5 separate regions of the Mus musculus genome follow, and all the other regions are linked to region 5. The links are chromatin contacts, called in public HiChIP or PLAC-seq and promoter capture Hi-C maps. All regions are on one chromosome and are shown on one strand. Each heading gives the region's core, a stretch centred on a gene start, on an enhancer-like site or on the middle of the called end of the contact. The rest is flanking DNA. Distances are from core to core; before and after follow the strand shown. Region 1 holds the start of Il12rb1 (interleukin 12 receptor, beta 1). Region 2 holds the start of Upf1 (UPF1 regulator of nonsense transcripts homolog (yeast)). Region 3 holds the start of Lzts1 (leucine zipper, putative tumor suppressor 1). Region 4 holds the start of Crtc1 (CREB regulated transcription coactivator 1). Region 5 holds the start of Gmip (Gem-interacting protein).

What was found. Promoter capture Hi-C pulls out the DNA fragments that hold promoters and counts their contacts. HiChIP or PLAC-seq counts read pairs in DNA pulled down with a chosen protein or histone mark. Capture Hi-C pulls out chosen DNA fragments and counts their contacts.
Region 1: a contact with region 5 is called in a promoter capture Hi-C map of pre-B cells, with 2.6 times the contacts expected there. The contact joins the promoter of Il12rb1 here to the promoter of Gmip in region 5. A contact is called at or near these places in 2 of 39 promoter capture datasets (liver and pre-B cells), 1 of 115 datasets of contacts at active chromatin or transcription factors (microglia) and 2 of 9 other capture datasets (liver and pancreatic islet).
Region 2: a contact with region 5 is called in a promoter capture Hi-C map of pre-B cells, with 3 times the contacts expected there. The contact joins the promoter of Upf1 here to the promoter of Gmip in region 5. A contact is called at or near these places in 4 of 39 promoter capture datasets (embryonic stem cells, hematopoietic stem and progenitor cells, neutrophils and 1 more), 3 of 115 datasets of contacts at active chromatin or transcription factors (the 230-238 cell line, large pre-B cells and pro-B cells) and 1 of 9 other capture datasets (liver).
Region 3: a contact with region 5 is called in a promoter capture Hi-C map of pancreatic islet. The contact joins the promoter of Lzts1 here to the promoter of Gmip in region 5. A contact is called at or near these places in 5 of 39 promoter capture datasets (cranial neural crest, embryonic stem cells, hippocampal neurons and 2 more), 1 of 484 Hi-C or Micro-C datasets (embryonic stem cells) and 2 of 9 other capture datasets (adipose tissue and pancreatic islet).
Region 4: an HNF4G HiChIP or PLAC-seq map of pancreatic cancer cells shows a contact between it and region 5. The contact joins the promoter of Crtc1 here to the promoter of Gmip in region 5. A contact is called at or near these places in 1 of 115 datasets of contacts at active chromatin or transcription factors (pancreatic cancer cells) and 1 of 9 other capture datasets (liver).

The regions. Positions count from the first base shown.
Region 1 is chr8:70,806,877-70,811,536 of GRCm38.p6, reverse strand. It overlaps Il12rb1 (interleukin 12 receptor, beta 1), which reads right to left and starts at 3,088. Exons shown (of 16, transcript NM_008353.2): 1 at 2,919-3,088; 2 at 1,647-1,706; 3 at 868-982; 4 at 305-498. The coding sequence starts at 2,985.
Region 2 is chr8:70,352,019-70,356,493 of GRCm38.p6, reverse strand. It overlaps Upf1 (UPF1 regulator of nonsense transcripts homolog (yeast)), which reads left to right and starts at 3,215. Exons shown (of 24, transcript NM_030680.3): 1 at 3,215-3,716. The coding sequence starts at 3,501.
Region 3 is chr8:69,181,425-69,185,934 of GRCm38.p6, reverse strand. It overlaps Lzts1 (leucine zipper, putative tumor suppressor 1), which reads left to right and starts at 1,737. Exons shown (of 4, transcript NM_001370971.1): 1 at 1,737-1,961.
Region 4 is chr8:70,437,667-70,442,538 of GRCm38.p6, reverse strand. Crtc1 (CREB regulated transcription coactivator 1) reads left to right here and starts at 2,966. Exons shown (of 14, transcript NM_001004062.2): 1 at 2,966-3,106. The coding sequence starts at 2,981.
Region 5 is chr8:69,806,571-69,810,810 of GRCm38.p6, reverse strand. Gmip (Gem-interacting protein) reads right to left here and starts at 2,124. Exons shown (of 21, transcript NM_198101.1): 1 at 1,991-2,124; 2 at 953-1,037; 3 at 94-181; 4 at 1-9. The coding sequence starts at 2,009. It overlaps Atp13a1 (ATPase type 13A1), which reads right to left. Exons shown (of 26, transcript NM_133224.2): 23 at 3,908-4,050; 24 at 3,703-3,814; 25 at 3,476-3,619; 26 at 3,062-3,392. The coding sequence ends at 3,282.

The sequences.
Region 1 (4,660 bases), core at 1,839-4,338, 1.0 Mb before region 5:
CCCCCTCCCCCCACTCACTAGCCTGCCCACATCCGTTCCTGAATCTTCCCACAATCCACATCCTCACGCACACTAAGGACAGCGCTCTGTAAAGACGCGCTGAGTCATGAAAACACAGCTCCCCAGAGGATGAGGCTGAAGCCAGAAGAAACCTAAAAGAGCCTAGTGACAGGGGGGTCCTGTGTGACAGGTCTGCTTTGTTGCACAGCAATGTGCAGCGCCTCACCCTGGACCTGGAATGTTCTCAGGCCTGGGTCTGGGGGTGCCTGCTATGACAGAGGGACAGGTAAAACGGACAACTCACTCCAGTTGTACAGGTACTGGGATATCTTCTGGGACTTCATGGTTCGGTTCCCAAGCCGAGACTCCACCCAGAAGTTGACCTTGGACAGCACAGGGATACCGTCCTGTTCCCAGAACTGCACAGTGCGGTCTGGGCCTGAGGAGAAGTAGCGGCAGCGCTCCTGGCCGGTGTGGGTATGGTTCGGAGGGACAAAGCTGCAGCGGGGAGGGGCAGGGGGCGGGAGGAGAATCATAAAGGTCAGTTGGAAAATAAAGTCATGACGCAGTCTAATCCCAACCGCTGTTTAATCCCAGAATTCGGGAGTCAGAGGCAGGAGGATCTCTGTGAGTGTGACTTTGAGGACAGCCTGGGCTACATAGTGAGATCATGTCTCAAAGGGGGGTGGGGGGGGGAGGGAGAGGGAGAGAAACTAGACTGTCTGTCCCTTGCAGTGACATGCAGCCCCTGTCACCATGTCACCTGACACTCAGAGATGGGCGGGGATCATGCCCAGCAGGAGCTCACACACAGATTTTGCCTGAGTGATTTTGGAGACAAATGAGGTTGTGGGAATGGGTCCTCACCAGCACCACAGGACGTGAGAAACATTGTCCTCAGGGCCATCATACTGCCAGGAGCACTCATAGTCTGTCTTGGAAACCCTGTAGCAACTCAAGTTCCTGGGTCCTAAGGGTGAGCCTGTGGGAGATTGTGGCGGTCTGAGAAGTGGGGCTCCACAGTGTACCACCATCCCTGTGTCCCCATGCCTTCCTCCAATCCTGCCCTTGCTGGACCTCACAGGGACAGGGCTAACTTCCACCTCAGCACCTACCTGCACAGGAGGGAGGGGGAGCCCCCTAAGCAGGATAAGCAGAAAGACTTTCCTTTGCACACGGGCAGCCCTCGGCTTCCTACCTGCACAGGAGCTGCACCCCTGCCCTGCAGGGTAGACAGGCTGATCTTTACCTCATTAGCTAAAGATGACTATGAACCCCTAGTGCCCCACACTACCCCTTACTCCCACTCCCGGAGTCTTCCAAGGCCTGGGATAACAGCGGATTGGGGACCCTGTTTCTTGGGGTTCTTTTGTGGTATTTGTTAAGAAATATAAATACTTCCCTTAGGGACTGAGTGCAAATATGTAGCTGGTAATTGTCCCAAACACTGGCCCATCTAAATAACAGGTGCTTAAACCCTGAGACCAGGCTGCAAAGGAGGAGGGGCCAAGGCGACCTATGTTCATGAGTGCCTGAAAGGGACCAGCAGGGTCCAGTCGTGCAGGGGCTGGGAAGGAGGGACACACATGGGGTAACATGAGGCAGAGTGTGGTGTGGCTCTCAGCCTGGGAGGACCTGTGTCGGACCTGAGGCTCCCTCTGGGAACGATGTCTTCTCAACGCAGCAGCCATCACCTGGGCCTGAGGCTGAAAGACAAGCGTGAGTCCTGTGAGCCTGGGAGAGCACAGGAGCGAACATCAGCTTGCCCACCCCCGAGTCCGTCTGTGTCTGTTTGCTATCAGCACAGCAGCCTGCAGACCCACACATCCCTCGCCCACACCCCTACCAACCCACCCAATTCACCCACCCCACACCCCAAAAATCCACCCACCCACTCAAACGCTCATTCTCACCCAACCTGTCTACCCACCCATTGTCCATCAGTCCGTCCTCTCTCAGCCGTCATCCCTCCCCCAGGTGGCCCATGGGTCCCTCTGTGACTGCCAAGGGCACACACAGGAAGGGGGGTGGGGCAGCACATTTGCCCTAGAAAAGCAAGCTGCTGAGGAGGGTAACAGCCCCACAAGTGCACGATCCTGGTAGTCAGGGGCAATAACAGTCCCCGGGGGATGGTGATGTCCTGTGGGGATTCCACTGAGGTGTTCCAGCACCAGGGTCTCCCTAGAAGCCTATGTAGACACAGAGTGTAGACACACCAGGCAAGGACGCCAGCCTAACTGGAAGCATGTCAAGATTGTCCGGTGAAATTGGCCTTTTGGATTCTAAGGTGAGGGTCTTCTTCCCTCCCCTGGTGACCCCAGCCCTGCAGCCTGAAGTCATGCTTCCCTCTCTGCCGCCTCAGGTTCTAGGATGGTAGCCCTCTGTAGGAGGGGCCCTTGCCTCTTGCTATGAGTAGCACATGGTATCCTCCAAAGGCCTGCAGCTCTTTTGCTGGGGCAATCCTGACTGCTATCCCTGGAGCCAACAAGCTACAGATGCCTGGCCTACAGAGGAATAGAGAGGCATAGAGAGGCATAGAATTTGCCCAGAGTCACACAGCAGCCATGACTGAGGTGGATCCACGGGGCCCCGGCCCTTCTCAGCCTGGTCCAGGCGTTGTCCTGATAGGCACGGCCTGTGCATATCCCATGTATGAGAGTCTATGGCAAGCTGTGTGCAGAACATGCAATCTTCCATGTGTCTGCCATCCCTTGAGCTTTTCTTGTTTAAGAAGATGGGAGATTGGAATGGGTCAGACTCCTCTGAGAGGGGAAACTCAAACCCGGACTTAAGTTAGATCCAAGGCCACAAGGACAAAGAGGAAGACGGCCTCAGAAACCACCAGGCCATGGAGCCTGTAGGCTGCCAGGGACCCCTCCCTACCCAGGAGAGTGGTGCAAGGATTGGTGGGGACTCACCGCCTAGCTGGCAAAGCAGGAGGAAGGTGATGTGTTTGCTGGTCCCTGCCAGCCCCATCATGTCCATGAGGAGCCGAGTCGTGAGGCCCCAGGAACTTCTGCAGGGCTGAAGGGGCCCAGCCGCCTTGTCCACGCTCAGAAACACACTGACACTGAGAGAGAAAGAAAGTGAAGAGGGGGAGAAGAAAAGAAAGAAAAACTCATTGTCTCCAGGCCAGTCAAAGTGAAAGCAAAAGCCAGGAAGTCAGCCCAAAGGTGGGGGCCCCTCTGCACTACAAACCCACCTTGGGGTGAGTAAGCCTAGAAATCTCTTGGAGGGTTTTTTTTGGGGGGTGGGTGGGGGGTGGGGACAGGGTTTCCTGTAGCTCAGGATGAACTTAAATTTACTCTGTGGCTGAGGCTGGCCTTGAACTCCTGCCCTCACATCCCTAGTGCTGAGATGACAGGTGTGTATCACACCTCTCCTGATCCAACGGGGACTGGGGATGGAGCCCAGAGCTTCCTGCATGCTGTGCAGATAGATGCTCTAGAAACTGAGCCCCCACCTGCAGGTTGCATTTTAAAGTCCATTTTCTAGTACAGGGAGGTTGAGATAAGGGATGGCCATGATTTTTGTGGGCAGCCTGTACTATATAGACAAAAGGAAGAAAGAAGGGAAGAAAGAAAGAGAGAGAAAGAAAAAATTAAGTGGTATGACCGTTCTTTAAACATGTCATCAGGGGAGGAGAGAAAAAAAAAGATGTTATCAAAGCACGGTGGTGATGGTCCACACCTTTAATCTCAGCACTCAGGAGGCAGAGGCAGACAGATCTCTTGAGTTTGAAGCCAACCTGGTCTACAGAGTGAATTCCAGGACAGCCAGGGCTACACAGAGAAACCCTGTCTCAAATTAAAAGTTCCAGGGCTCACACAGATGATAATCTTTTGTGGGTTGGGCATAAGGGGAAACTGAGGCCTATACAGATGAGTTCATGGTGCTCTTTTGGGGGGAGGGCAGCTTGGAGCAGGGGCTATGTTCTCAGGACAGCTGGCTCAGCCTGGCCCAGGGTCAAGTGTCCTGAAGGCTATGAGGTCAGCAGCTCTGGGACAATGAGGCTGTGTCTCTGCCCTGGCACACTCCACCCGTGTGACCCACACAGACTGGCTCCCTGGTGCTCACAGGGAGGGACCAGGGGCTGGGGGAGGGATGGAGTCAGGGAGATGGAATAGACACACAGGGAAAGCCAGGTGCAGTAACACAAACCTGCCATCCAAGCACTTACCTGGAAGGCTGAGGCAGGGGTACTGCTGTGAGTTCTAGGCCATTCAGAACATTCTAGGTCGTGGAAGAGTATAGCATGAGTTTGACCTGCACCCTGCCCCCACCATTGTCTTAAAATGGCCTGCTCTCAGAAAGACTGCTATGGCTGACTCCACATCACAGATAAAGAAACTGAGTCCAGGGGCCCCAGTTGGAGGCAAAGAGATGGAGTGATTCAGCATCACGGGGGCCAAACTTGGTTCTTTGGGAGCTGTCCACATTCTGCCACCATTGCCTTCACACAAATACATGTATCTGTCTCTGTTTCCCCCAACAAGCTGCATGTGAAGGAGGCCGGGCTGGGTGAATGGCAGCCAGGCAGCTATAGTCGGTGCTTGGTGGCAGCAAGACCATGGCCTCAAGCTTCTTCAAGTGCCAGGCTGGGGGGCCTGCCTAGCTAGGAAGGACCTAGGGAGCCATGGAGGGTGTGTGAGGTGGGGAG
Region 2 (4,475 bases), core at 1,966-4,465, 540 kb before region 5:
GTTTTTTTTTTCTTTCTTATCTAGTTTTAGGGGATTGAAATATTGGAAGAAAGAAGAACCCACAAAGTATCTACAAGCTGGTCTCAAATTTGTTCATCTGAGATGACCTTGAAATCTTGTTTATCTCCTGAGTGCTGGGGTGGGGGAGGGGGTGGGGCCAGCTGTGCACCACCACACCCAGCTTGTGAGAAGTTGGAGACAGAACACAGGGTCCTGTGCAGTCAGATAAAGAGGTGTCCTACTCAGTTACCAGCACTGTACAATAACTGAGCTCCAAGCTGAGCCCCAGTACCAGACTTTGGGCCACTTCATTATGTATCTTTCCTGTCTTGAAGTCTGAGACCCACCAAGTGGGTTCATCTTCCCATGGCCGGAGGTTACAGACCATCAGACATGAGTCAGTATATAAACTACAGGTCTGGCCATTTTTCCTTCCTAACAAAGTCTATTATTTAAAAATAAGAGAAGGAGAAGGAGAAGGAGAAGGAGGAGAAACAGAGTGGCCCCACACTTCCTCTGTGACCTTAGTTTAACAAAGCACACATTGCTGTGACACTGGGACACTATTGAGAAATCTCAGACATGCATAGCCTGAGCACAAGCCTGTGTGTACAGGACATTCGCCACAGGAGCCCTTGACTTCAGACGATGCTAGGTGTGCCTCCTCACCCTCCAGCTTGTGTGAGGCAGGGTCTGTCTCAAAAAACAAAAACAAAATTTTTTTTGGTCTTTTTTTTGTTTGTTTGTTTTTGTTTTGTTTTCTCTGTATAGCCCTGGCTGTCCTGGAACCCACTTTGTAGACCAGGCTGGCCTCAAACTCAGAAATCTGCCTGCCTCTGCCTCCCAAGTGCTGGGATTAAAGGCATGCACCACGCCCGGCTAATTCTTTTCCACCGATTTCAGTGGGACTGAGAGCACACCATGTGCCACATGCAGGATTGGAGGACTCCTGCCTGAGAAGAGGTCTTGAGCAATTACTTGTCTTGTTTAAAGATTTAATTAATTTTTTTTGGGGGGGGGTTCTAGAGACAGGGTTTCTCTGTGTAGCCCTGGCTGTTCGGAACTCACTCTGTAGACCAGGCTGGCCTCGAACTCAGAAATCCACCTGCCTCTGCTTCCCAAGTGCTGGGATTAAAGGCGAGTGCCACCACCGCCAGGCTTAATTTTTTGAGACAATGGTTCTCTTGTTTATCCTGAATCTCACTTTTTTTTTAAAAAAAAGATTTATTTATTTATTATATGTAAGTACACTGTAGCTGTCTTCAGACACTCCAGAAGAGGGCGCCAGATCTTGTTAGGGATGGTTGTGAGCCACCATGTGGTTGCTGGGAATTGAACTCAGGACCTTCAGAAGAACAGTTGGGTGCTCTTATCTGTTGAGCCATCTCACCAGCCCCGGAATCTCACTTTTTAAACCAGGCTGGTCTCGAACTCTCAAAGATCCTACTCCAAAAAGACAACTGAAGTCTGGACTCTGGTGGTTTAATCTTATATCCTGTTGACTGACCCAAGAGGTTGATGAGATGGCTCAGTGGGTAAAGGGGCTTGTCACCAAATCCGAGTTCCATTATTAGGAGAGAACCAATACCTGTAGGTTGTCTTGTGATCCCACACATGTGCTGTGCATGTACAAGTGTGCCCACACACAACTAAATAAATGTACTAAGAATTGAAAAACAACAAAGCAACAGAGAACCTTTTATTGAGCAGTGGCTACAGGCACTACTGTCCCTCTATGGAAGGTTGCAGCGAACTGGGCTAACTAATCCTTGGCCTGATGGAACATTTACTTATCTGTTTTTGTTTGTTTCATTGTGTTTTTTAGCCAAGTTCTAATATACCTCAGGCTGGCCTCAAACTTGCTATACAACTTAGGATGACCTTGAATCCTTGCTCTGTCTCCATCTCCAGAGTCCTGGGAGACTGCGCCTCTACACTCAGCATCTGTTTTTGTGTGTTTTGAGATGATGTAATGTTGGGTGTCCTGAACTTCGCTCTGTAGACAAGGCTGGCCTCAGAGTTACAGAGATCTCCCTGCCTTCGACTCCTGAGTGCTTGGATTTTAAGGAGTGTCCTTACTGGGAGATCCACCCAAGCAGAGGCAGCCACCCTCCTGGGTTTTTCCCTCGCAATAAATCTCGTGTTAGGTTTGTTGTGTGCTGTGACTTTGTTCTATTTCTTGGCTCCCAATTGCCAGGATCTTTTGGAGCACAGCTGAAACACTTTGGGGAACCACCTCCACCCCTCCCCCTGCCCAAGCAGAGCAGATACACTTCTGTGGGGGGAATGCCTTTCCCTTCAGAGCTGCAACACTTACACTTCCTCCACTGAAGAGTGGGAAGGAAACCCAGGGAGGAGTGTTTCTCTAAGTCTCGCAGCTGGCTGTGGATGCTCATCAGTTGGTAGCTTCTGCCTAGCACACAAGAGCCCTTAGTTCCGTGGTCAACATTGCATGTACACCTGTCACCCCACCACCAGGCACTTTGAGGCAGGAGGATTCCCCCGAATTCCAAACCAACCATGGTTACAGTGTGAGACCCTCAATCAAAACCAAAACAGGCCGGAGAAATGGCTCAGAGTTGTGCACCCAGCGCTTACAAGAGGAGCTCACATCCATTCATAACTAGTTCTAGGGGACCTGACCCCTTCTCAGCGATTCCCAGGCTAGCTCGGACCAGTGCGACTTGATCGCAAGACAAAAGAAGCATTTATCTTCACAGGCTTCAGGAGTGCTCGGGGTAGCAGTGACTACCATTTGGCAGAGTCCCCGCTCCCTACTCATTTATTCAATCGATGAATACTGAGAATGGCCACGAGCCAAGTGACAGACGGGGTAACTAAGGTTCAAGGAGTGCAGGTGCGTGGTCCCCGTGCCACAGGCTCCACACCCAAAACCTTCTGGAGAGAGCCTCAATCAGCACCTAACGAACATCCAGCCCTGAAGCCCGGAGGTGAGGACGTCGCATGCGCGCATGCGCACCGCTAGGCAGCAGTTGGGGCGGGGCCAAGTTCGCGAGCCCAGGTCCTTTAGGCGGTTGAAGGCCCGCCTCTTCGCGCAGGCGCACGGCGAGTTCCGCCCTCCCGCTTAGCTCCCAGTGCTCCGGTGCGGTTGGCTACTTTCCGGGAGGAACGCGCGCGCCTGCGCCGGCGTCGGACTCGCGCACGCGCATCTGTGCCGGCGTCCGGCTCGCGCACGCGCACCGCAGCGGTGGCGGCGACGGCGGTTCCTGTCCAGGGGTCTGAGAGCGGCGGTCGGCTTTGAGGCGAGCAGCGTTACGGAGGGGCGCGGCGGCGGCGGCGGCGGCGGCGGCGGCGGCGGCGGCGGCGGCAACTCAGAGCTCAGAACCGGCGGCCCGGCTCTGCTTTCGGAGGCCGACTCGGAGCCCGCCCGGCTCTCAGGGCGGCGGCAGCGGCTACTCCGGATTACGGCCTAGGCCTAGCCGAAGCCTCGGGCTCGAGTGCGGTGAGGCGCCCGCTGAAGGCGCGGCCCGGGCGGCAGGATGAGTGTGGAGGCGTACGGCCCCAGCTCGCAAACACTCACCTTCTTGGACACTGAGGAGGCCGAGCTGCTCGGCGCCGACACCCAGGGCTCCGAGTTCGAATTCACCGACTTCACCCTTCCCAGCCAGACGCAGACGCCCCCCGGCGGCCCCGGCGGCGCGGGAGGCCCGGGCGGAGCGGGCGCAGGCGGCGCGGCCGGCCAGCTCGACGCACAAGTGAGTTGAGCGGCGCATGGCGGCGCCGGAAGCCGGGCGGGCGCGGGAGCTGCGGCGCTAGATCCCAGTTAACCAGCCTTGGGCCCCTGTGAACCTGAGCCAGGTCCCAGTTAGACGGCGCTGGTCCGAGCTACCGGCTTCAGGTCCAGTTAACAAGCCTGGGTAACTGCTTCCTGCTCTGGCTCCTTAAACATTAAGTCCCTATTGGCCAGCTCCAGTTACCCACCCTGGATTCTTGTTTAAACTGCCCAGGTACCCGCCACCTGCCCTAGGTCTCTGGTACCTTATTACCAGATCTGGTTCCCGTTACTTGCCCTTTTCCCAGATCTCTGCTTCCACCCTATTCCAACTACCTCTTCCAGGTCTACCTGCCACAGTCATTGCCACCTGACTCAGGTTCCTGCTACCTGCCCTAGTCCTTGCTGCTCTGGCCCACCCAGCTACCTACCATCTTCTCTGATTCCCAGCCTCTTGTCCCAGCTACTTGCCACCTGTCCTTTTTTCCTCCACCCTGCTAGGCTGGGCAGTGACCTGCATTAGTGTCCCTCCTGTAGCGCAGGATCTGCTCGGCTCAAGGCTTAAGCCAGAGCTTCCCTCACTCCCCTCCTAGGTATGTCTAAGGTGACCTGTCCACAGTTGCTATCCTCTGGACGGACCCACATTGCCCTCCAGGGTCACCTGTTTGGCTAGTCCAACCACCCCATCTCACCCTTTTGCCACTTCATCCACCACCCCCTCCAGCCAGGGTTCAAGTTCAAG
Region 3 (4,510 bases), core at 488-2,987, 620 kb after region 5:
CCCACGGTGTATTTGAAAGAGATGTCAGTGCTACAGTAAAAGTGTCTTAGTCATGATGAGTCACAATTGTAATCCTAGCTCTCCAAAGAAAAGTCGTGAGCTCAAGGCCAGCCTTGACTACTTACTGAGAATATGTCTCAAAAAAGGAAAAAAGTGCCATATGTAATACCCACTTTGCAGAACAGGAAACTGAGGTCTAGCCTAGGATATGACTTTGTAATAGCAAAGGTAGGGCCAGAACCAGAAAGCTATAGGCTCCTTTGTCCAGTTCTCTGGAATATCACAATCGTGACAAAATTGAGTTTGACCAAGGACAAAGTTGAGTTGACAAAGATCTGTAATCCACCGTCCTTAGTCTCTCTTTGGAGTCCACTGTTACCTTCAAGAGCCAGAACAATTGTTCTGTATCCTCCCTATTCACCAAAATTCCTGAGACACCTCTGAGAAGACATGCTTATACCAAGTCAATGAGTGGGGCACAGAAAGAAGAAAAGGCTTCCATCAAAAGAGGCATCATTCTGCCTGTGGTGGTTAGAGGTGGGAGTAAGGATGGAACTCGGAACTGGAACTGGGGAACGTATAGATAGAGAGACGTCTGGCATAAACTCTCCTGTCTCAGTCTCCCAGGTCTCCCAGGTGCTGGGATTACAGGCTGGCTGGCTATTTATTTTCCCTCTTTAGTGTTCAGGAAGCTAGAATTACATAATTAAATAAAGCTTTAAATTAATCTAGGGTCAAAAGCAGGAGGGAGCAGCAGAGGTTTGGGGCAGGAGAGTGTCAGAAAGACTCTGATTCAGTCATGCTATTAGTGATCCCTACTCTCCTTCCCTTAACCTGCCCCTTTCAGGGCAAAGCTGGCAATTTCTGGACAGCGCCTCTGCCTTCAGACTGGCCTGCTTTTCACTATCTTACCCTCAGTGTACCCTCAGATAGGTGGTGAAAAGTGGGTGGATGGCTGATGCTTTTACTGCTGGGGATCGAAATTAAGGCCACAACCTTTATCTCTGAGCTAATTATCCAGCCCGCCCTGCCTATATATTTCTACTTTATATTTTGAAACAAGGTTACACTTCGGTGCTCCAGGCAGGACTTGAATTTTTAATTCTCCTGTTTCAGCCTCTCTCAAGTCCCTGGGATTACTGGCTAGCATCACTCAGGCTTCTGAAGTGTCAAAATTTAATTGGATCTTTTTGAGGACTGAAGTCAGGAGGCTCTGGGCTCTCTGGTCTATAATCGCAGCAAGGTGAAGCAATACCCTCATAACCCCTCTAGACCGTTAGTTTGGTCCTTAAACCAAGAAACTCAACCTTTTGCTGGGGTTGTGGCTGGGAGTTGGGCTGGAGAAATCACCGGTAAGAGGCAGAGGTAGCAAAGAAGAAGGGAATGCAGAAAATGGGTAAAGAAAATGCAAAGGCGAATAGAATGCAGACAGAGAAAGCAAGAACGAGGAGACAGTGGAAGATGAGGAAAGATAGAGAAAGGCTGAACAGACAGGAACCCCCGAGTGTGATGAAACGAGAGCTAAGAAACTGCGAGCCTGACCGGCGCGGGCTTTGGGCACAGAGGAGCCAGGAGGTCGGAGCAACCCCAGCTGTCAGTCTGGAACAAAGGCCGGGGAGAGAGCAGGACAGGGTGCAGGCAGTGCGGGCCAATGAATGTCGTTGACTCTGGCCCCGCCCCACTCGTGCCCCGCCCCACCCCGCCCCGCCGGCGGCCAGGGACCCAGCGCAAGGGCCAGAGCGCCCGGACGAGCTGGCGGGCTCTGGGAGGCTCCGACAAGCTCACAGTCCGAAAGTTTCTCTGTCTTTCTGCTGCTCCTGGGAGTGTGACTTGAGCGACGCGGGATCCGCCGGCTCTAGGAGCCCTCCAGAAAAAGAGAAAGGGGCACTGCACAAAATACACCGAAAAATCAAAATCTGCAGCCATTTGCAGCTATCCCCAAGGCGGAGGAGGACAGACAGGTAAGGTACGGGTACCCAGGGTCCTGTTCCTCCTTCGTGCAGGGTCTACAGCTCTGCGGACGGCCCAGACACAGGGAAGACTTCGCTTTCTACAGCATACCACTCCCGGGAGTGAGTCCGCTCGTCTGTCGGTCTTTGTCTGTCTGTGTCCGCGTCTGTCTAGGTGTCTTTGTTTCTACATGTAACTATCGGGGTGAAGGGCAGTGGTAGGTGTGGGGGAGTCTTCTTCCCTGTCACTGATTGTATTTCTAATCTGACCCCAGCCGGAAGGAAATGGTGTGCATCAGTCAATCCTTATGTCTTTGTCTGTCAGACCGGGGATTCTCGTAAACCTGAATTTCATCTTGGAGACGTGCATTAGGTGACATGAATGTAGAGATGAAGAAATGAGAGGTGAGGAAGTGAGGCCACAGAGACTGGGGCCCCAGACAGAGGATCCAGCTGCTGGCGACTGGCTAGTGAACTTTACCTTGCTGGCTGGAACTTTGGAGGTACATGTGTCTGGAAGGAATAGGAATGAGCTTGGACGAATACACAGGTAGACAGACACATAGACACACACTGACACACCTCAGTTCACTCCTTTTTCTCATTCACCACAGGGAATCAGATCCCCTCTGTTTTTGCTTCTCATCTGCCCTGGCTTCACTCAGCAATAGAAACCCAAACACCACGGACCAGGTGATGTTTCCCTTCCCTGCTCCAAGTGGAAGGGATTAAACTGTGGCACATGTGAGCATTCTGCTCACCCACGGGTTGTCAGTCCTCAATTTCCCAAGCACTAGAGATGTTTAGGGATCCAAGAACCATGCCTTCTGCCCTCAGGTTTTCTGCATGCTCCTTGGATTGCTGAGGAGCAGGCTCTGGGTTCTGGGTAGCTGTCATCGAGACTTCTCCACCAGAGGGTCTCTCCTCCCTGGAAACACAATCTAGTCTCAGCCCATCACAGAGAGATGAGCTGCCCGCATGCACTTCTCCCAGAACCCAGATCCTGACGGGGGGGGGGGGGGGGCTGCTGGTAAGGGATTTTGAGGATTTGTAACCTGAGCTTCCTTCAAGTTCAGAAACAATTTTCTGCAGGCAGACAGAAGGAAAATGGAGGTGTTTGAAAGGTGTATGCACATGAATATCCAAGTTAGAGTTTACAGGGGTAAGAGTCTTCAAGGTTGGCACAGAGCAGAATGTGGGCAGGAGTCTGTGGGCAGAGAATGCACCCTAATCAGGCAATGGCCCACACCTTGTATTTACCTAGCTCTTTCTTCTGACCATTTTCAGTGCATCATAGATGTTATCTCATTTGTTGTCTCCTTTATCCTCACACCGTAACTACCACATTAGTATGAGATGTGATTTACTCTGTGTCTGCCAGTGAAGAAACAGAGGCACCAAAATGCAAGGGTGTTCCCTGAGATCCCATAACCAATGAGAGCCAAGTCCATCATTAATGAAATCCAAAACTTCATGTCTTAGCTGTGGAGATGGGAGTATAGAGCACTCATCTGCTAGAGTTGAGAAGAACTGTCTGTGTGTGGGGGGAGGGGGAGATGGCGGGGGGGGGGGAATGAGAGCATCCTTCCTGGAGGGTTCATGGAAGGACCAGACATTTGCTTTTGCTCAGGATGATTGTCTTTCCTATTTCTAGCCTATGTCTTGGCGCCCTCTGCAAGGCAAACCTGCTTTAGCCATTCAGTCTGTGCACTCTTGAGACTGAAGGAGATTTCCTTGTGTGGCTATCTACCTCTGATGGTTGCAGGAGCTGAGGTAGGAGAAGTATGCTGTTGGGGAGTGCTCTGGGTGTGCCAGTTCTCTGAGAGTGTGAAGAGTGCTCAGTTGCCATGCAGGGTTAAGAAGCGAGATGTCTGCATGTATGGGTGAAGAAGTAGATCTCTGTTCCTGAAAATGTATTCTTATGCCTTTGGGCGTGTTTAACAGTCACCCCACAGCTTTTCATTGGATGCTACAAAACGCAAGGCTTTGGGACCCACAATGAAGCAGGAATGAATATCATAGTCTGGGGTTAGTTTCCTTGAACGAGTGCTTCCTTGAAATTCAGGGGTTCTGTGTTTGAGACCCTAACACTACATAAACCTTCATATGGTGGCACAGTATTATAACCAAACCTTGCCCAAGTGGTGGAGATAGGAGGATCAGAAATTCAAAGCCAGTCTTGACCACATAGGAAGTTCAGGATCAGCCTGTGCTACCTGAGACAATCTCAAATGCAGAAAACAATAACAAACAACCCAACAATAAGAAATATACCAAATAAGGTCATGGCAAATAATCTATTTTTAGCAACTTCAGTCCAGTTCATTTATGAATAGTATTGTAACAAAGTTTAATACTATCCACAGAGTGCCGTCCAATCTCACAGCATTGTTTTAACCACAGGCATCTGCCTCTGTAGGTTAGTCCCCCAACCATCTTGCCCTTAGGTCCAGATCCCATTTCTTCTTCTGAGATATTTCTACCATTTGGTGCTGCCACCACAGTGACTCATTGCTTCCCCAAGAACTCCAGAGTTTCTGGGGAGGAAAACCACAGTGAGT
Region 4 (4,872 bases), core at 1,717-4,216, 630 kb before region 5:
AAGAAGAGGGTGTTGGATCCTCTGTAACTAGAGCTGCAGCTGCAAATGGTTATGAGCTGCTGTGTGGAAGATGAGATTCAAACCCAATTACCAACTGCCTTAGTCACTGTTCTATTGCTGTGAAGAGGCAACTCTTACAAAGAAAACATTTAATTAGGGCTGGCTTACAGTTTCAAAGGTTTAGTCCATGATCGTCATGGTGGGAGCATGACAGCATGCAGGCAGACATGGTGCTGGAGAAGGAGCTGGGAGTTCTACATTGATCCATAGACAGCAGGAAGAAAGACACTGGGCCTGGCTTGAGTGTTTGAAACCCCAAAGCCACCCTTAGTGATACTCTAACAAGGCCACATCTCCCAGTCCTGCCTAAGTAGTGCCACTACCTGTTAATATGTGCCTACAGGAGCCATTTGGTTGTTTTTTTTTTTTAAAGATTTATTTTATTTATTATATGTAAGTACACTGTAGCTGTCTTCAGACACCAGAGACGGAATCAGGTCTTGTTACAGATGGTTGTGAGCCACCATGTGGTTGCTGCGATTTGAACTCAGGACCTCTGGAAGAGCAGTGAGTGCTCTTAACCACTGCTCCATCTTAACCATCTCTCCAGCCCCTACAGGAGCCATTTGTATTCAGACTACCACACTTCCTACTGAGCCATCTCTCCAGACCCTGCCTGGGAACGTTCAATCCTTCTGCCTCAGTTTCCCCAATGCTGGCATGACAAGTGTGAGGAAATAAGGGAGGGGGACACCTGGGTGTATGATTCTCTCCATATCTCCCTCATCCATCCTGGGAGGCAGTGACCAATGGATCCAGTCGTCGTCAGGCCATTGTTCCACCACTCTGGGGGATAGGACTGATAAGTTACAGCCAAGGCTGTGGGGTGAATGGAGTGAGGACACAGCCCCCAGGTGGTTACCTGCTGACCTCTACTCCCTCCCAGCCCATGTCTGCTCTGTTCTCCTGTGTCTGTGATGGGTTCCCTTCAGACCAGAGTAAATGGCAGAGACAGCTGGTGTTTATCAATGCACATTAATTTCACTAAAGCCTTCTAAAGCCATGGGAGACAGCCAGGATCACAGTCAGAGCCCAATTATAGCCAGGGGTCCCCCTTCCAGGCAGCTGTAGGCTTTGTCTGTGCCTTTGACCTCTCAGGACAATAGTGAGAACTAGCTGGTAGACAGAAGTGTGTCCCATCTCCCCTCTTCCTGGCAGAGATGGTGGTCTCAGGCATTGCCAGGTAGGAAAGATGGACCTAAGTAAATTTGGAAGGACACAATGGCCCCAGTAGCGGAAAGGCCTGTGTCTCCAGCTTCACACAGTTCAAAGTCTTACCACCTTGAGGCTCTGTTTTCCTCTGTGTGGTCTGGGTTTCATACAGTCTCCTTCAGCACAGCATGTGTGTGTGTGTGCATGTGTGCCACAGACATGTGTGCCTTTTTCTGATCCCTTCTACTTCTTCATGTGAAGCAGAGCATCCCACTGAATGGAACGTGAGGCTCCCCTTTCAGTAGAGTGATTGGCCAGTCCCCTATCTGCAGCACTCAATGGCCACGCCAAACTTTAATGTGTGTGCCTGTACAGCAAATGCTAGCATAACGGAGCCTTCTCTCTAGCTCTATTTGTTTTTATTTATTTATTGCTTGCTTTTCTTTTCTTTTTTTTTTTTCTGAGGCAGGGTTTCTCTGTGTAGCCCTGACTGGGTAATCGCTTTGTAGACCAGGCTGGCCTTGAACTCAAAGAGAACTGCCTGCCTCTGCTGGGATTAAAGGCACGTGCCACTATGCCTGACCTTAGCTCTCTAATTTTTCTTTCTTTCTTTTTTTTCAAGACAGGGTTTCTCTGTAGTCCTGGCTGTCCTGGAACTCACTCTGTAGACTAGGCTGGCCTGGAACTCAGAAGTCTGCCTGCCTCTGCCTCCTGAATACTGGGATTAAAGGTGTGTGCCACCACTGCCTGGCAATATTTTTAAATTTAAAACATTTATCTATGTATCTCTGTGTGTGTGTGTGTGTGTGTGTGTGTGTGTGTGTGCACATGCTATGTGTATATTTAACTTCTTGCCAAGGCCAGAAGAGGGCGTTGGATTTCTAGAACCTTAGTTGCAAGGGCATATGAGCTATTCCATGGGATCACAAAGTCAGGTCTTTCTCGAGGACAGCAGGTGCCCTTAGTCTCTGAGCAATCTTTCCATCTTTCCAGAGAGCCCCCCCCCATTTGTCTTTTTTTCTCCGTGTCCTGTGTCACAGGCTGGTTTGAACTCACTCTACAGGTAAGGGTGGCTTGAATTCCCCATCCCCTTGGCTCCAGCTGGTCGTACCATCATGGCCAGTACTGTCTTTTTTCTTAGAAGGCGCAGCACATTTCTCCCATTTGAAACTTTATTATAAGTGTGGTGTGTGTGTGTGTGTGTGTGTGTGTGTGTGTGTGTGTGTGTGTGTGTATTGCTGGGGACCGAACCCCGGCTTCTGTGTGCCAAGTCAGGCTCTGCCCAGGAACTGTACTTTGGGACCCCTGCTCAATTCCTGGTAGGAAGTCTGCTCCCTTCCCCGGCTGTGTAGCCCAGGGCCCACTCTGTTCATGCCTGTGCCCTGGAATACAGCAGGCGCGCCAACAAGTCCTCAGCGAATGCTGGAGTCCAGTGAATGCAGGCATCAGTTCTGCCGTGTCCTCTGCCACTCAAGTCCCTCGCTGATGGGACAGGACCCGGACCGCTGTCCAGCGAACCACGCGCACTGCAGTGCGCCTGCGTAGGCACGCCCCTCCCAGGCTCCCGACGCGTTGCCCAGGCACGCGCAGGCGTGTTCACCCCAACGCCACACGCCTCTCCCGCGCGCCGGCGCCACGCTCTGGGCCGTGCTTGCGCCTGCGCGTTCTCTCCGGCCGTGGGCCCGGCCGGCGCCTGCGCGGTGGCTCCCGAGAGTGGGGGGGGCCAGGAGGTGGAGGAGGAGTAGGAGTAGGAGGAGGCGGCGAGAAGATGGCGACTTCGAACAATCCGCGGAAATTTAGCGAGAAGATCGCACTGCACAACCAGAAGCAGGCGGAGGAGACGGCGGCCTTCGAGGAGGTCATGAAGGACCTGAGCCTGACGCGGGCCGCGCGGGTGAGAGCGCGGGGGAGGGGAGGGGAGGAGGGAGGGGAGGAGGAAGAGACGCGGGGGCGGGGCTGCGGCCGCCGCAGGTGTCCCCACGCCGCCACAGCGCTGAGCGGCTGCTCGCGAGATTGCTCTTTGGACTTGACAGGTGGTCCCATCGCAGCTACCTGAGTGGACTGGTGTCATCTATTATTGTTGTCTGAGGGGACATGTGCCATCATCATAGCTATCAGAATGGACACGTGTCACCCCCCTGATTGCTACCTGATGGTACAGGGACTGCATCATTGCTACCTCGTAGGACCTACGACTCCATCATTGCTACCTGAGGGGGCAGGTGTCACCCTTCATTGCTACCTGGTGGGGCAGGTGTCACCCTTCATTGCTACCTGGTGGGATAGGTGCCACCATCTTTGCTACCTTCAGGGAGAGTTGTTCCCTTAGTGTTATCTGTGTGGATAAGTGGCCCCATTGTTGCTACCTTGAGGGGATAGTTGTCACCCTTTATGCTACTTGAGTGGACAGGTCTCCATTAATGCTACCTGAGTGGACGGTTGTCACCCTTCATTGTTACCTAAAGGAAAGGGGTCCTTTCATCGTTATTTGAGGGCACAGTTGTCACTCCATTGGCACCTGAGGAGGAGGTGATACTGTATCATTGTCACCTGTGCCTTCCTTGGTACTCCTACTTCTGCCGTGAAGGAGATGTTATCCCTCCTGGATAGCTGAGGATATCCCTCCTCCATGTTTGGAGTCAGCATAGAGGTGGCTGCTTGGTTCCCATGCATGACAGGGAACAGCTGCCAACAGACTGGGTGGCTGGGCCATTTGACAGGCATAGCTGGCCTTGCTAGGTTCTTGGCCAAGTGGAGTGGATGCGGAGCCTTATCCTTCCATGTCAAGTGTGTGTCATCAGACTTTCCTCAAGGGTGAAGGAGGTGATGCTGGTGTGTGGCATGTTCTGCACACCCTCAGACCTGGGTTCTGAGTCCCATGTGACCTGCCAGGGGTACTTACATGAGGCTTGGATTCATCAGTGGGCACCTTTGGGTCAGGTAATCTTATAGTCAGTTGCTTGTTTCTCCAAGATTGTGGCATCGTAGGCGAAAGTGAGTGATTGAATGTGGTGGTTTTCTCACTTTCAATCAGACTCTGTCCCCAAAGCCCTCGGGGCGGGGGAGGGGGGTGAAGGGGGGCATGTTCTCCCTCAGTGTATTGAGAAAGGCATTGAGAAAGGGCAATGAATGAACAAATAAACAGTGTATCATCTGCCGGGTGGAGATGGTGGTGCACAACTAATCCCAGCACTCGGGAGGCAGAGGCAGGATGATCTCTGAGTCCAAGGCCAGCCTGGTCTACAGAGTGAGTTCCAGGGCAGCAGGAGCTACACAGAGAAATCCTGTCTCCAAAAGCCAAACCAAAACAAACAAAAAGTGTTACCATCCCTGTGTTACTTACAGGGCAGTTGAGTTTGCTTCTTGTTTCTAGCACATAGTAGGTGTCTGCATACAGTTGGTGTCAAATGTTTGCAGTGTAACCAGAACAAAGAGTTTCATAGTTGACGTTTTGATGGACATCTGGTTTCTTCCTGGGATTGAGAGTGAATGATGTGGAGGAGGTGACTGAGGCAAGGCCTCGTGTAGCACAGATGAGCCTTGATCTCACTGAGGAGCTGAGGATGCCTTTGGATGCTCCTGCCTGCACTTCCTGAGCCCTTAGAGGTTCTGCAAGGATGGAACAGCCTGATTGGAATGTAGTTGAGAAGGAAGGTCTGT
Region 5 (4,240 bases), core at 875-3,374:
TTCACTGTTCTAGGGTAAGAGGATGAGAGACAGCATCAGGAGGGAGCAAAACAGCAAGCAAGTGGGCATGGAGCACCCTGATCCTGTCCCTACCTCCTCAGTCACCACTGTGGCTGTGTCAGCTTTGTCAGGCTCCAGGTCTTCTCTGCGTACAGGGTCTCCAGCCAGGGGATCAAAAGTTCTGAGGGTGGGAAAGATACTGGTGTCAGGAAGCCATTTCTGTCCAAACTCTCCTTTGTTGGGGAAAAGTCCTGGGGCACTAGGACAGTTGAGGGAGAAGGAAGAGGTAATCTTTGCTGTTATCTGGGATTTAGAAGGTGTGATCTGAGAATGTAAGGGGAGCCAGGCTGCAGTTTGTTTTGAAGCAGAGGCTCTTGTCTCCTGGCAGGCCGTCAACTCAGTGTTGGCTTGATTCTCAGCCTCTGCTTCCTAAGTGCTGGAATTACATTCATGCAGCAACACCCTGGTTGGTTTATGCAGTACTATGGATGGAATCCAGGCCTTTGTGTATGTCGGAGCCGCATCCTATCAATTGAACCTCACCCCCCTGCCCCTTCCCTAATGTGGCACAGGCAGGATTAAATCCTGGGCCTTGTGAATGTTATGCACCTGCTACATCCCCAGGTGAGGTTCTTTCCTAAAAGTAAGACTTGAGAAAGGGTTGGAAGGGCCATAGGCAATTTAGGGGCTTACGGAATTGACACTCATAGCTGCTTCTACCATTTTTAAAGGAATCATGAAGTTGCATGTGTGTGTCTCAGGATCATCTGTCTTTAAGATAGACCCCCAAATACCTATGTATCTAGAATACCAGAGGGCCCAGTTGTTTGGAGGGGGGGGCTCCTGTCTTAGGCTCAGGAGGTTGGAAGTCAGGGTGTCTGGATGTGGGGCAGCATGATACCCAAATAATTAGGGAGCTCTGCCCAATGTGGTGACACAGGCTCAGACTCACACGTTCCCCAATGATATCTCGAGGTTGTCCAGGCTCTGGAAGATGTCACTGTATCTCTTCCTGCCCTCAGGAGCTGGGGTTAGCTCTGGGGGAGGGAAGTGTAAGAAAACATGAGCCAACCAGTGTCTCTCTCCACCCATTAGTAGTGGCAAAGCAATCCGAATGTACCTCAACAACCACTCTCAAGCAGAGGTGGGAAGGGGGGCGGGCGGAGAGGGGAGAGAAGGAGGGGGGAGGGAGGGGGACAGAGAGAGAGAGAGAGAGAGAGAGAGAGAGAGAGAGAGAGAGAGAGAGAGAGAGAGAGAGAGAGAGAGAGAGAGAGAGAGAGAGAGAGAGAGAGAGAGAGAGCGCTTCGGTGGGGTCATTTCTGATTCCACAGATGGATCCAGGTAAAATCTCAGAGAAGCGTTTGCTCACAGCCACAGGGACACCATGCATGGGAGGACCCATAAGCAAAGGAAGGAAACAGATGCAGCTGCCATATGAATGCTGGAGTAGAGGGCTGGCTTGACAATGGAGCCACATGGACCCCAGGCCAGACAGATGGAAAAGCACGTGGGACACACAGGCACTTAGCCTGCGGTATAAACACACGCGAGTACCGCTGAAACCACGAGGGACAGGACTGAATGACACTCGATACACAAAGACAGCCGGAAACATAACCCAGTTCTAGCCACAATTCTGCCGCCGCCCCCTAGCCTGATGCCTCGGGGCTACCTGCAGGAATATTGGCCATGACACCCTGCCCCCATCCATCCTACGATCAGAAGCAGAAGCGGCCACTTCCCCTTCCTGGGCCCCTTCCCCCAGGCATCCGGGGTGCCCGCTCTGGCGGGCAATCCGAGGGCTGAAGGCTGGCGTCGTGAGCACTGTGCGCTTCAGGGGTCTCCAAGGTGCTCGGGGATCCCCTCGTTCCTTCCCCTGTCAGTACTCCTTTCCCGGCTGTCAGATAGCTCAGGGGTAAGTTGGGTTTTCTGGTTTAGGAACTGAGGAGCGGTGGTGGGAGGCCCCCCCCCTTCGGTCCCCACCCCGTACCTGTCTCCGCTGAGTCCATGGCGATGCCCGGGGGCAGGGGGTGGGGTGGGGAACGCGCGGCAATGCTGAGAAAGGGACAGGGCTGCGCGCCGCCCGGGACCAGCCCGATTTCCTGCCTCTGCCGACCCAGTGGTGTCGCCCCGCCCCAGCTATGCCACGCCTCGAGACGACCACGCCCCTCCCGGAAGTCGCCATCGCATTTGACTAGCTTCCAGAGTTTACCCCAGTAGAGGAGCCCCAGCGAGCCAGGGGTCCCTTCTGTAGATTTCTGTAGCACCCTAAGTCCCTGTAGCACTCTTCCAGCAAGCCGGGGATGTCTGCCCCAGAACATTCCACACCCAGCGACTAGATTTAACTCCCCGCCTAGGCTTTTAGATCCAGGGCACTCCTGTGAAGAACTGCAATGAAGGACTGCAATAAACCCCAAATCTCCAGGGCAGGCTTATTTTGTTTGTTTTGTTGTTTTGGAGACAAGTGTCTCACTATGTGGCCTGGCTTGGTTTATTTGGTGTGTGGGACTGATTAGCCTCCAACTCAGAGATCCCCTGCCTCTGCCTGCTGAGATTAATGATGCACACCAGGGCTGGAGAGATGGCTCAGCAGTTAAGAGCACTGTCTGTTTTTCCAGAGGTCCTGAGTTCAATCCCTAACAACCACATGGTGACTCACAACCATCTATAATGAGATCTGATGTCTTCTTTTCTGGTTCAGCATGAAGAGAGAATAAATCTTCAAGTAAAAGTGCAAACCACTGTCTAAGTGGGTGAGGCTCCTGAGGTGGTCGGCTCCCTTTCAAAGCAGTCAGTGGTTTTAGGGCAGGCAAGGCCACAAACACCTTGCACTGTGACCTCCATGCATGTAAGGAGGCTATCCACGGTGGCCAGTGACAGTGCGCCTGACAAGAGAGAGGATGTGCACGACACTAGAAAACCTGAGGTCCTAGGTCCAGGAACGCCCGCAGAGGGTGTCTCTCTCCTCTGGGCCTGTGGTAATCCTAGGCCCTTGAGTGACCACCTGGCCCCTCCAATTCCCAGGGGGCCCTGTGTGGCACAGATATAAGTGGCAGCAAGCTTTATAAAATTGCAGACGCCGATTTATTTACCAAAGGTGCTAGCCAGGACTCTTCTACTAGCCCGGCCAGCGGATGCCCACAAGGGTCCCAACTCAGTCTTCCAAGAGCAAGGCAGGGCTGCCTCACTGTGGAGATGGGAGCAGTGCTCCCTCCTGGGGCAGCGGCGGTTTTCCTGTTCAGTGGCAGCCAGGGTAGGCAGTGGATACCAGCACCATCTTCTCAGGAAGGCACTCTCAGCTTCGGAGTCCCCAAAAAGAACTGTAGGACACGGTCAGCCAGGAGTGCCAGGCAGAAGTCCAGGGCCAGGACCTGGCCGATGACCAGCTTGAACTGTCAAGAAGGAAGCAGGCTGAGCTGGGTCTGTGGCTGAGCTGGGCCAGGCTGGGCCAGGGCCACTGCTCAGAACCACTCACCTCTACAGGGATGTCCACAAGGCCAAACTGGCTGTTGAAGTCAGGTGAGGAACCAAGGAGCAAGCCAATGATGGCCAGCAGTGACACTGCCAGACTCCACACCAGGGGCTTGTTCTCAGGCAGGCTCTCCATGAAGGGTGGGCCCTGCAATGAAAAGATACAGCTGCTTGGGGAGGGCGGGTTGAGCAGGTCAGGCCAGGTGGAAGTGGACAGGCACAGGGCCTCACCTTGTAGTTGATGGCGAAGGTGGCCATCTGCATGGCCATGGCCATGATGTACACAGTGCTGTTGACCAGGCTCGGCTCAAACTCCTTGTACAGGTCTACAAACTGCTCCTGCCTGCAGGGGTACGTGGGTGTCAGTACCCCTCTCCTGCTCAGGCACCCACTGTAGCTTCCCGCTGCCTCCTCCTCTTCCTGGAACCCCACTTACTTCTCAGGGCTGCGTGCCTGGGCCTCACGGTACAGGTAGACCAGGCTCAGGAAGTGGACAGAGAATTGCAGCATCACCGTAAGGATGGTGTACAGGTTGAAGATGTTGGGTAGGGGCCGCTCTCGGGAAAGAGTCTTGAGAGGCTGTGGGGCAGGACTGACAGTCAGCCAGCATACTCTCAACAGTGAGGGGATACTCCTGCCTCAGGCATCTTGTTTGGTCCAGACCCAGGGGCTACCTATGTCCAAAATAGTCTGTATGCTATGGTAGCAATGGAGGGCTGTCAGGAGACAGATTTACTCTCTATTCCCACAAATGCAATCAGAGCCTTGG